Linked DNA regions of Mus musculus: region 2 is linked to region 1. The links are chromatin contacts, called in public HiCAR-type maps. All regions are on one chromosome and are shown on one strand. The core of a region is the stretch at or near the end of the contact, and the rest is flanking DNA. Distances in the headings are between cores, read along the strand shown. Region 1 holds the start of Mrps10 (mitochondrial ribosomal protein S10). Region 2 holds the start of Mea1 (male enhanced antigen 1).

Region 1 (4,971 bases), core at 1,060-3,559:
TGACTTCCTTTGATGATGAACAGTAATATGCAAGTGTAAGCCAAATAAACTTTTTCCCCCAAAGTTGCTTTGATCATGGTGTTCATCATGGCAATAGAAATCTTAACTAAGACCCTAACTTCTGCACTTGCCACTCAGGCATTACACTGAAATGTAGTTTTATGACTCATGACTTAGGAGAGGAAAACGAGGGGTTCTCAGAAAAGCACCACATTCAAGCATAAGATGTGGAGAAATCTAATGATGCAAACACAGCTTCAGTGGCCACAAGCAGCCCTGGAAGATCTGAATCTCAGCTGAGAGAATCCATGGAAACAAAGACCGGGGCCTTCAAGGAGAGGACATCTAGTAGTGAAGGCTGCTTAGAGCACACCTCTCTGGTTCCAATTAGCAGATCATGCTGCCAAGTCATAAAACCAAGTCAATCAAACTTTCTCTGTGAAGTGGGGTGGGCAGGAGGGTACCTAAAGTCTTCTCATCCAAAAGAGACATCAACACTGAACATCATCATAGACAGAAACAGCCCACTGTAAGAGTAGTACAGTCCTTGAACTAGGATTGTGAAGGTGGCTACGGGTTCAGCTGGACCTCACCATATGACGTTGGCCAAGTCAACTTGGCTCTGAACCTCACCTTAAAATTATGATACAATTACTTCTGTGAGCATAAGATTAGGTATCCTAAGTGAGAGTCATTCCCTAGTTAGGGGTGCAGTAGACTCCCTGAGCTGAGACCACCCAGAAGGACTGGAGGCTGGGTGAGAAGCCATCATGAAGGACCATACGGAGAGATGGATGCAAAGTCTAGAGGTAGTAAAGAGATTAAGGTTGGGGTACTGTCAGAACAGATCATTGGCTGAGAGGGGCCACCAGAGCTAATTCTGAGGACACTTCTGGGTTGCCTGTGCAGGTAGGGCATAGCCAAATCCAGCCACACACTAGTTAAAGATTCTGTTTCCATATAGAGATCACATATAGGCCCGCCTGAGGGGCAGGAAAGTGGTCCATATTCATAAATCTCTCATCAGTTGTGCCATCTGGACATTCTACCCTTTGCTTAGTTCTCTGGCCTGCCAAATAAGAATTAATGCCTGCTTGTGGGAGACCCAGCTTTACATTGGCATGATGGTTTATGGAGATATAGTATTGGCTAGTTTTGTGTGTCAACTTGACCCAAGCTGGAGTCACTGGAGAGGAAGGAGCCTCAGTTGAAGACATATCTCCATACGATCCAACTGTAAGGCATTTTCACAACTGCTGATCTGTGGGGGAGGGCCCAGCCTACTGTGGGTGCTGCCATTCCTGGGTTGGTAGTTCTGGGTTCTATTAGAAGGCAGATTGAGCAAGCCATGGGAAGCAAGCCAGTAAGCAGGACCCCTCCATGGCCTCTGCATCAGCTCCTGCCTCCAGATTCCAGCTCTGCTTGAGTTCCTGTCCTGACTTCCTCCAGTGATGGACTGTGATCTGGAAGTGCAAGCCAAATAAACCCTTTCCTCCCCAGCTTGCTTTTTGATCATGTTGTTTTGTAGCAGCAATAGAAACCCTTACTAAGACATATACTTTGTTTCATTCGCATTAAGTTGACCCTTATTCATTTTCCCAACAACCTCTTAAGGCCCAGGATGTAGAAGAGATGTCACAAATTCAGGATGACATTTATCATGTAGCATTTTAATCTCATTTAATCCTCTACTGCAAGTATGATTTGTTCTCATCTCTACTTGGCAAGTGAAAGAAAAAAAAAAAAAAAAAGGGGGTTCAAAGTACGGAAGAAATTTGATCAAGTCACCCACCTAAATAGAAACCAGAGCGCCTAAGTGTGGAGCTTCCATTATGCTAAATTGCATGGGAAGGCATTTTGAAAAACACAATTTAGAAAAATCCATTAACAAGCCTGGCATTCCGATGGTGTGAACAAAGTTTAAGAATGAAACGCCTTTTGCAATAAGGTAAAATGTTAGAATTTGGACTCAGTAGCAGCAGCAACTTCCTTCCCAAGTATTTCTGTTGTGTTTGTCTCTAAGCAAACAGAACCACCCAAGACAAATAGGATCTTAGGATAGACAGCGTATAGATAGAACCTGGGAGTTTATCCAGACGGCGGAAGCGACGCATCCACTCAAAACCTTAAATGAATGAGTGAATAATAAATAAGTAAATAAATAAGAAAATAGAAAATTTAAAATATAATTTTAAAAAAATTCAAGGAGCACCGTCTCTATGGTTGTTTCAGTGTCGGAACACAGGAGACACTCTTTCCTTTTCGAACTCTATGGTTCGCGAACAATGCTGTGACCCCGGAAGCGGTCCTGGGCGATCAGGGCACCAAGATGGCGGCGCGCGCAGCGTGTGTGGCTCTGTGCCGGCGCCTGCAGCAGGTAAAGGGGTGGGCGTGGGGTCCCGGCTGCCGACGGCGCCGTCATCGTCGAGTCTCGCTGCCACCCTCTGCCCGACCCGTACGGAGTCATCCTCCGTTGGAGGAAGTTATTAGAAAGTGACAAGAAAAGGGCAGGTTTTTCTCTCGAGGGACCCTACATAAATTGGCAAGACGGGAGCGAGAACCGTAAGACGTCAGAGCAGGAAGGATGAGGAAAACGCGTTCAGAGCCCTCCCTCCACGGTAGAGAGGGCCATGGAAACCGTGAGCTCAGAGAAGACAACGCTGGTCTCGGATTCTTAGGAACCGAGCCAGCAAACGCTGGGTCACATAAAGCCCCGGTGCAGCCCCACTGGGACGCCCTGCTCGCCTCCACGGCTGAGGAGGTGACCCGAGAGCTCCCAGGTCAGGGGAATGGGTCAGATCTCCCTCGAGAGGGTCTTTGAAAAAGGAAAACTTGCCTGGAGTTCGCATGGCATGAATCACAGCACTGGGGAAAGGAGGCAGGCGGACGAACTTCTGGGTTCGAAGACAGCCAGGTTATGTATTGAGATCCTATCACAAAAATAATTTAAATTAAAAACAAAAAAACCAGGCTGTTCTCAAGAACTTTGGTCTTGAAACTTTTGTGACTCTTCTCAATGGTCATTTAGTAGTTTTGAAAATAATGCTCAGAACTGGGTCAGATGGCTGACCCTGAAATAGCATTACTTGTAAAACCTGGCTTGCATATTGAGGCCCTGTCCCAAAATAAACGAATTCTTTAAAAAAGGAAGAGCTGACACTGTGGCTCGGTTGCTCAAGGGCCTAATGCCTAAAGCTGGCCCTGTCGGCCCCACAGCAGCATGTAACCCAGAGGTGGTGGCCCACACCTGTAATACCAGCCCTTGAGAGGCCAAAGCAAGAGGCGCACGCCTTTAATCCCAGCACTCGGGAGGCAGAGGCAGGCGGATTTCTGAGTTCAAGGCCAGCCTGGTCTACAAAGTGAGTTCCAGGACAGCCGGGGCTACACAGAGAAACCCTGTCTCGAAAAAAAAAAGGATCAAAGATTCCAAAAAGTTTGTTTTTCATACTAGAGATTGAACCCAGGGCCTTGCTTACACCAGACAAGGGTTCTGCCACTGAAGCCCATTTGTAGCCTTCTGTGGGACTCGAGTGGTCTGCTAGGGTTGCCGAGCCATCACTCCAGCCTCGATATCGTCCCAGGTTAGTTAACACTTTAGAAAGCCTGCTTTCCAAAGCAGAAGCAAATTTGAAGAAGAGTAAGCCTGGGACGCAGCCTTCCAGCAAAGGCAGCTTTTCTCTCGTTAGTTTTCGCATACCATCTTTTACTAGATGGTACAACCCACGCAGCTCTGGAAGACTCCACTGAACACCAAATGGAGAATGAGAGCAGAAAAGTCTTGAGTAATGTCATGGTGAGTTTTGGTTTCAGGCCTCCCGAGAGTATCTTAAGAATTCATGGGCAGCCCTGGCCCACACTTGTATAATCACTTACCTTAGGAAAAATATCAAGCCGGGCGTGGTGGTGGTGTACACCTTTAATCTCAGCACTTGAGAGGCAGAGGCAGGTGGATTTCTGAGCTCGAGGCCAGCCTGGTCTACAAAGTGAGTTCCAGGATAGCCAGGGCTATACAGAGAAACCCTTTCTCGAAAAACAAAACAAAAAAAGAAAAAAAAAATTGAGGGGCTAGGGCTGCAGTAGTTAAGAGCACTTGCACAAGTCTGGGGTTCGGGTGCCAGCACCAGGCTGTCAAGGGGAGGCTCCAGGGGCTCATGGGTCCGCTGAAGCTTTTGGCCTTCCAGACTAGCCAAGAAAAGTTGAGACTTGGGGCCAATGAGATCCTTCCTTAATGACACCCAACAGCTTCTAGCCTCCACACTCTCGTACATGCAGGTACATGCATGTAGAAACACTCACAGATGTAGACTTTTTTAAAAATTAGAATGCTAGAGACAGAGTTGTTTGCACTTGTGAGAAAAATTTTATCCAGCCAGATCTGTGCATGTCCAAGGCCTTAAAAAACAAAGCTGCACACGATGGTTCGCAGCCAGCACTTGGGAGGTGAAGTCAGACATAGCGGACGCTCAAGGCTTGCCCATCTCTCCAGTTGGAGGCCAGGTCGTGCCTCATGCAACCCCCACCCCAGGAGTCAAAGCTATTTCAGAGGAAGAATGTGACTGGGAAGCGCCATGCTTCTTAGCATCCGAGTTACTGTGTAGGAGAGCTTACTGTCTGAGTGTGTGGGTGACCACGCATACTCTGCACTGAGCCTGGTGTCCTTGTTTGTAAGCCAAGGAAGGCTGAAGACTGTCCCACAGCATAAGAGCAAGGAAGTAGAAGCAAGACTGGTTGGGGTTTTACTTTGGAGACAAGTTCTCTATTGGAATCCTGGCTGTCCTGGAACTTGCTGGGTAGAGCAAGCTGGCCCCAGGGTCACAGGTCCTCCTGCCTCACAATGCTGGGGTTAAAGGCAGTCATTCGCCACTACAGCAAGCACAGGCTGTTTTAAATGCACCCACTAGTTGTTTGAATTCCTTTACTTGTGTCTCCCTGTTATTTCCGCCTGTGTTGTATTTTTAAAGATTTTAATTG
Region 2 (4,971 bases), core at 1,845-4,344, 690 kb before region 1:
CCATAGCGCATGTAGGGAACGACAGGAGCCTGCCCTCGGACGGCAGGCCTCACTGGGGGCAGCTTTGTCCAACGCAAGGACACTGTGGATACAGCTCTCCTCAGCCCTGGGAACCTCCTTTCAAGCTGCCACCTTGTCCCAAACCAACCATTCTTACCCAACCCCCTTGCCGCAGAGACCACCACTGCACTTCATTCAGGTGCCCACTACCTCCCATGGTGTAGGGACTCCAGAAAGATACGGGACTGGCTTACCAGCATTGAAAATGTGCACATCTATCTGCCGTAGTGTTTCGTAGTCTTCCCCAGAGCAGTAACCCCCGAAGGAATATACTCGGTGCCCGACAGCCACTGCAGCATGGTTCACCCTGCGTGGCCCGCCCTCCAGATGCACTGTCCACCGTAACATCCCCTGGGCCACAGGTTACAGGAACATGCCCCCCCGGCACGGCCTGCTGCCTCTGCTACCTGTACACAAATCGGTGCCACGGGTTCCTCAGATGAGCTTCACGGTGGCTGCCCAGAACCAGTCTTTGCCTCTAAGTGCCACCCCAGTGGCCCTCCTACACCACCCCTCTACAGGGACACTGATCACAGCTCAGGTGGCTGGCCCTGCCCCAAGAGAGCCGCAGAGGTCAAGGAGCTTGCCCTGGCCCTGTGTTCTCCCACAGTGAAGGGTGGGGCCACCTTAACCTGACTGCCAGCTCAGAATCTGGTGATCATGACTGCCCCCCCCCCCCCCCCCCCGCATCTGTCAACTCCACCCTGCCCCCGGCTTGGAACAAGCTCCAAGCCCCCAGCCTCCCAGCCCTTTTCCATACTGGGTGTGTTCTTGCTTCTGGCTCTGTTTACTGCCACCTCTCTAAGAATTTCCCTCCATCTCTTAAAGGTAGGGATCTCAAAATACTCACAGCTATTAATAGCCCAGCCAGCCCCAGACAGTCCACTGAGAGCTGGCATGGGTGCTTTAAAGTAAAAAGGAGCTTTAGGCTTTCAGAGGAGAACAGTGTCCCTACCTAGGACAGGGAACTCCATGTAACCATGGTTGATTAGCCCCTCACAGAGCGTTCTTGTCAAGCTGATCCGTTGTCCCTGGGGTCACCCAGGGTGTCTACAGGCACGAGGAGTTCCTTTGACAGCTGTGGCTCGTATGCTGCCAGGACTAGAAACTTAAACCAGAAAGGTATGTGTATACTGAGAGTCGGGGGCAGGGAGGAGCGCCCTCAACTTTCTCAGCCGGACTATTGTTAGCGAACACGCCACTTCCAGCAGCCCTGCCCCTGTCTGGGTCTCTAGAGGAGAGATGGGGTAGGAGTGTAGATTGGAAAGAGGAAAGAAAGCAAAAATACCTTTGGGCAGGACAAGAGAAAGCCCCAAAGATGAGAGGGGCCACGGCTTTGTAAAGACAGCCGGCCAGCCTAGTGATAACAGGTATATCTGAGAGCTCTTTCAGGCAAATCTTTTTGCAACTAGCGATGCCTTTGCCAGGAGACATCTGCTGGGTTTGGGTGATCATTCACTTCCTGTTCAAAAATCCTTGGCAGGGAGGAAAAACCTCGGGGGTGGGGTGGGTGCACCTCAAGCAAAGGAGGTTCCCTTCAAGGGGACAGACGCAGCTTTCATGAATCAACTGCCCCCACAACCTTTCACTGTATACTTTAAGTAGCCATCTCTCTCAATGTGAAACAGCAGCAGCCAAAAGTTAAACTGTTCCTTCATTACTCAGGCTCTTCAATTTTTGCTTATCAGAGAAAGAGGACTGAAAGCTTAAGAATCCAAGTCCAAGGCACTCGTGCTGGGGCATGGAGGCAGGGGGATGTCTGTGTAATTAAGGTCAGCCACCTGGGTCTACACAGTAAGTCCCAAATTAGCCAGAGCTACAAGAACCTGTCTCAAAAAAAAAAAACAAACAAAAAATAGAGAAAGAAAGGAAAGAACGTGGTGGTGGAGAGCCTATCAACCTCCTTCATATCTTTTACTCTCCTTTGAAAGTAAGTCCAGATAAAACGAAAATGCACAAAGATAAGACTACAATCCCAGTGGCAGACGGAGGAAGACTCCATCTTCCTAAGGAGAACTCGGAGGCAGGAGGTTATACGTTATCTCTGGGTCTCCAGCATTTCCCACCAATAGGCCATTTTCAACATCCCAGCCCCTGAGGTCGGCTTCCCCTCCCTGCTCGCGCCCCTTCCCTTCTTAATTTCCCGAGAGCCTTGCAGTTCCTCCTCCCACCACTTCAAGGTCCACACCAGAGCCCTCTAACTCGTCTAAGTTCACGAAGGGAAGCAAGCCATTCTTATCCCCTGCCAACCATACCGCTCTGTGAATGAGACTGGTCTCCGGTTGTAGTCCACCTTTCTCAGCCGCCCCTCCCCCACGACGCCACACTGCCCCCTCCCCCTGCCATTATGCTCAGCTTCCTGATTCTCTTCGGAACCCACTCGTCCACTTCTCTCAGCGCTTCCTCCAGCCACCAGGTCTCTCCCACCCGTCTCCAGGCCATTTTCCCCTAACCCTTTCGCGGACCATTAACACTCCTCTTTCCCAGCATCCCCCTAGCTCCCTCCCCACCCCCAGCTCAGCCTTCTCAGCCCCTCCCGCGCGGCCCCAGCCGTAGGCAATGGGCGTCGCCTGTCCCTTCAATTTTCCTCATCCCCCCAACCCATCCCAGGCTACCTGCCAGGCCGGGCCGGGGTGGGGCCGCGGGTCCTCGCGCTGCCAGCAGCCTAGAACCCGTTGCCCGCCAACCGATTCCTCGGTCCCCAACGAGATAAACACTGCCAGACTTCGTCCTTCCGGCGGGCAGCGGGACGCGCACGTGCAGTGAGAATTGCCGGCCCGACAGCTTCAGGGACTTGTAGTCCACGAATTACCCCAGGGCCGAAAGATGGGGAGCGGGTGGGCGGGGCCGGTTTGTGCGCATGCGCAGAACACCAGTTCACGTCGCACGCCTGAGGGTCACTGGGTAATGTAGTTCTTTGTGGTCCGGGCAGGGGATGGCGGAGGCGGGGCAAGAGGCGGACTTGTCCTCGCTTGCGTCAGTCTCGGGCACGGGGCGGGGCTGGAGGACTAAGAGCCCCAGCATGTCCTGCCCCGCCGGAAGTGAAGGTGCGGGTCCGGCTGTGGGCTCTGAGAGGGTGAGGCGCGAGGAAATACCAACGCCGAGAATCAGTGGGGCGGGTAGGGGACTCTGTAGCTGGGGCCATTGAAGGGGAGACCCTGGGCCTGAAGGGGTTTTTGCCAGGCGGTACTACACTCCCCCGGAATAGAGGGAATGAGGGGCGGGGACGCGCTATGGTGGGTAGCCTGGCGACCAGCAGTTACCTCCAGAGGAGGGGCGTGGTGAGAGGGGCGAGGTTCTGGGAAGAGGCTTTTAGGAAGAGGTGAAACCCTCCGGTGGTCGGTTCATTTAGGAATCGGGCGAGTTAAAGACGTGTGTGCTCCAGCTCAATATGAGAACCCAAACTTGAGACAGGGAGGCAGGAGAGACGGGAGGAAGATGCAAGTTCCATGCGAGAGGGAAGTGGGTGGCTGAACGTGAAAGGAGACCTGGTTTCATCCCATCCCTATCCCGCCTTTCTGTCCCTGCAGCCCCTGCCCGGATGGCAGCAGTAGTTCTAGGGGGAGACACCATGGGCCCTGAGCGTATCTTCCCCAATCAGACTGAGGACTTAGGGCCACATCAGGGTCCTACAGAAGGAACTGGGGATTGGAGCAGTGAAGAACCCGAGGAAGAGCAGGAGGAAACAGGAGCAGGCCCAGCAGGCTACTCGTACCAGCCCCTCAATCAAGACCCTGAACAAGAAGAGGTGGAATTGGCACCAGTGGGTGAAGGAGAAGATGGAGCTGCTGACATCCAAGATCGGATCCAGGTATGGTGGAGGATGCTGTTACTAAGCAGATGAGATGGAATGTACCAACAGCTGTTTATCATAATGGCAGGGGGAGGGGCGCCTAACAAATTATCTTCTCTGGTTCTGCAGGCCCTGGGGCTTCATCTGCCAGACCCTCCATTGGAGAGTGAGGATGAAGATGAGGAGGGAGCCGCCGCATTGAGCAGCCACAGCTCTATCCCCATGGACCCAGGTACAAAAACAACCAAAGCTCATTCCTTCATTTAGAAATAATTACCAAAAACTAGTAAGAACTGGGCATGGTGGTGCACACCTTTAATCCCAGCGCTCATGAGGCAGAGGCAGGCTGGTGGTCTCCTGGTCTACAGAGCAAATTCCAGGAGAGTCAGGGCTGCACAGAGAAAAACCGAATACAATGCCCCCCATTCTCCCCCTCACCCCCAAACAAGATCACTTTATTCCTAAAAATTTCGTTACCTGAGATTTTGTGGACTTCAGAATCTAAGTGAAATGCTGTCTCACTAGACTTGGGAATGGGCAGACCTGGCAATAATGAGGGCGTGATGATGTGTTGGGGGTCTTGGGCTGACTGAGGCACTAGGGAGAGAGGAGCTGGTCCCGTTCTTTTTTTTTTTTTTTTTTTTTTTTTTGGGTTTTCGAGACAGGGTTTCTCTGTATAGCCCTGGCTGTCCTGGAGCTCACTTTGTAGACCAGGCTGGCCTCGAACTCAGAAATCCGCCTGCCTCTGCCTCCCGAGTGCTGGGATTAAAGGCGTGCGCCACCACGCCCGGCTGCTGGTCCCGTTCTTTATTCCCTAACCAGTCTGGCTGTGCTTTCAGAACATGTAGAGCTGGTGAAAAGGACGATGGCTGGAGTAAGCCTGCCTGCACCAGGGGTTCCTGCCTGGGCTCGGGAGATCTCGGACGCTCAGTGGGAAGATGTGGTACAGAAAGCCCTCCAAGCCCGGCAGGCATCCCCTGCCTGGAAGTGACCAGAGAGCGAGCTGCCTTACCTCCCTACATTCCAAGTCAGGACCAGCACAGGACTAACAACTCTGGTCTTAACAGCCTCCTCCTTCCCATGTCCCTTTCACACCAAGGCGACTCAGACCTCTCAGA

Evidence for each region. HiCAR-type assays count read pairs that join an accessible place to other places.
Region 2: a contact with region 1 is called in a HiCAR-type map of astrocytes, with 3 times the contacts expected there. The contact joins the promoter of Mea1 here to the promoter of Mrps10 in region 1. A contact is called at or near these places in 1 of 39 promoter capture datasets (liver), 1 of 484 Hi-C or Micro-C datasets (Sertoli cells), 2 of 115 datasets of contacts at active chromatin or transcription factors (astrocytes and bone marrow-derived macrophages) and 1 of 9 other capture datasets (adipose tissue).

Annotation. Positions count from the first base shown.
Region 1 is chr17:47,366,578-47,371,548 of GRCm38.p6, forward strand. Mrps10 (mitochondrial ribosomal protein S10) reads left to right here and starts at 2,310. Exons shown (of 7, transcript NM_001146212.1): 1 at 2,310-2,377. The coding sequence starts at 2,330.
Region 2 is chr17:46,678,027-46,682,997 of GRCm38.p6, forward strand. It overlaps Mea1 (male enhanced antigen 1), which reads left to right and starts at 3,095. Exons shown (of 4, transcript NM_010787.2): 1 at 3,095-3,179; 2 at 3,591-3,871; 3 at 3,983-4,085; 4 at 4,693-4,971. The coding sequence starts at 3,602. The coding sequence ends at 4,844. It overlaps Klhdc3 (kelch domain containing 3), which reads right to left and starts at 2,904. Exons shown (of 12, transcript NM_027910.3): 1 at 2,676-2,904; 2 at 1,016-1,168; 3 at 255-467; 4 at 1-82. The coding sequence starts at 408. It overlaps Ppp2r5d (protein phosphatase 2, regulatory subunit B', delta), which reads right to left. Exons shown (of 15, transcript NM_009358.3): 15 at 4,965-4,971.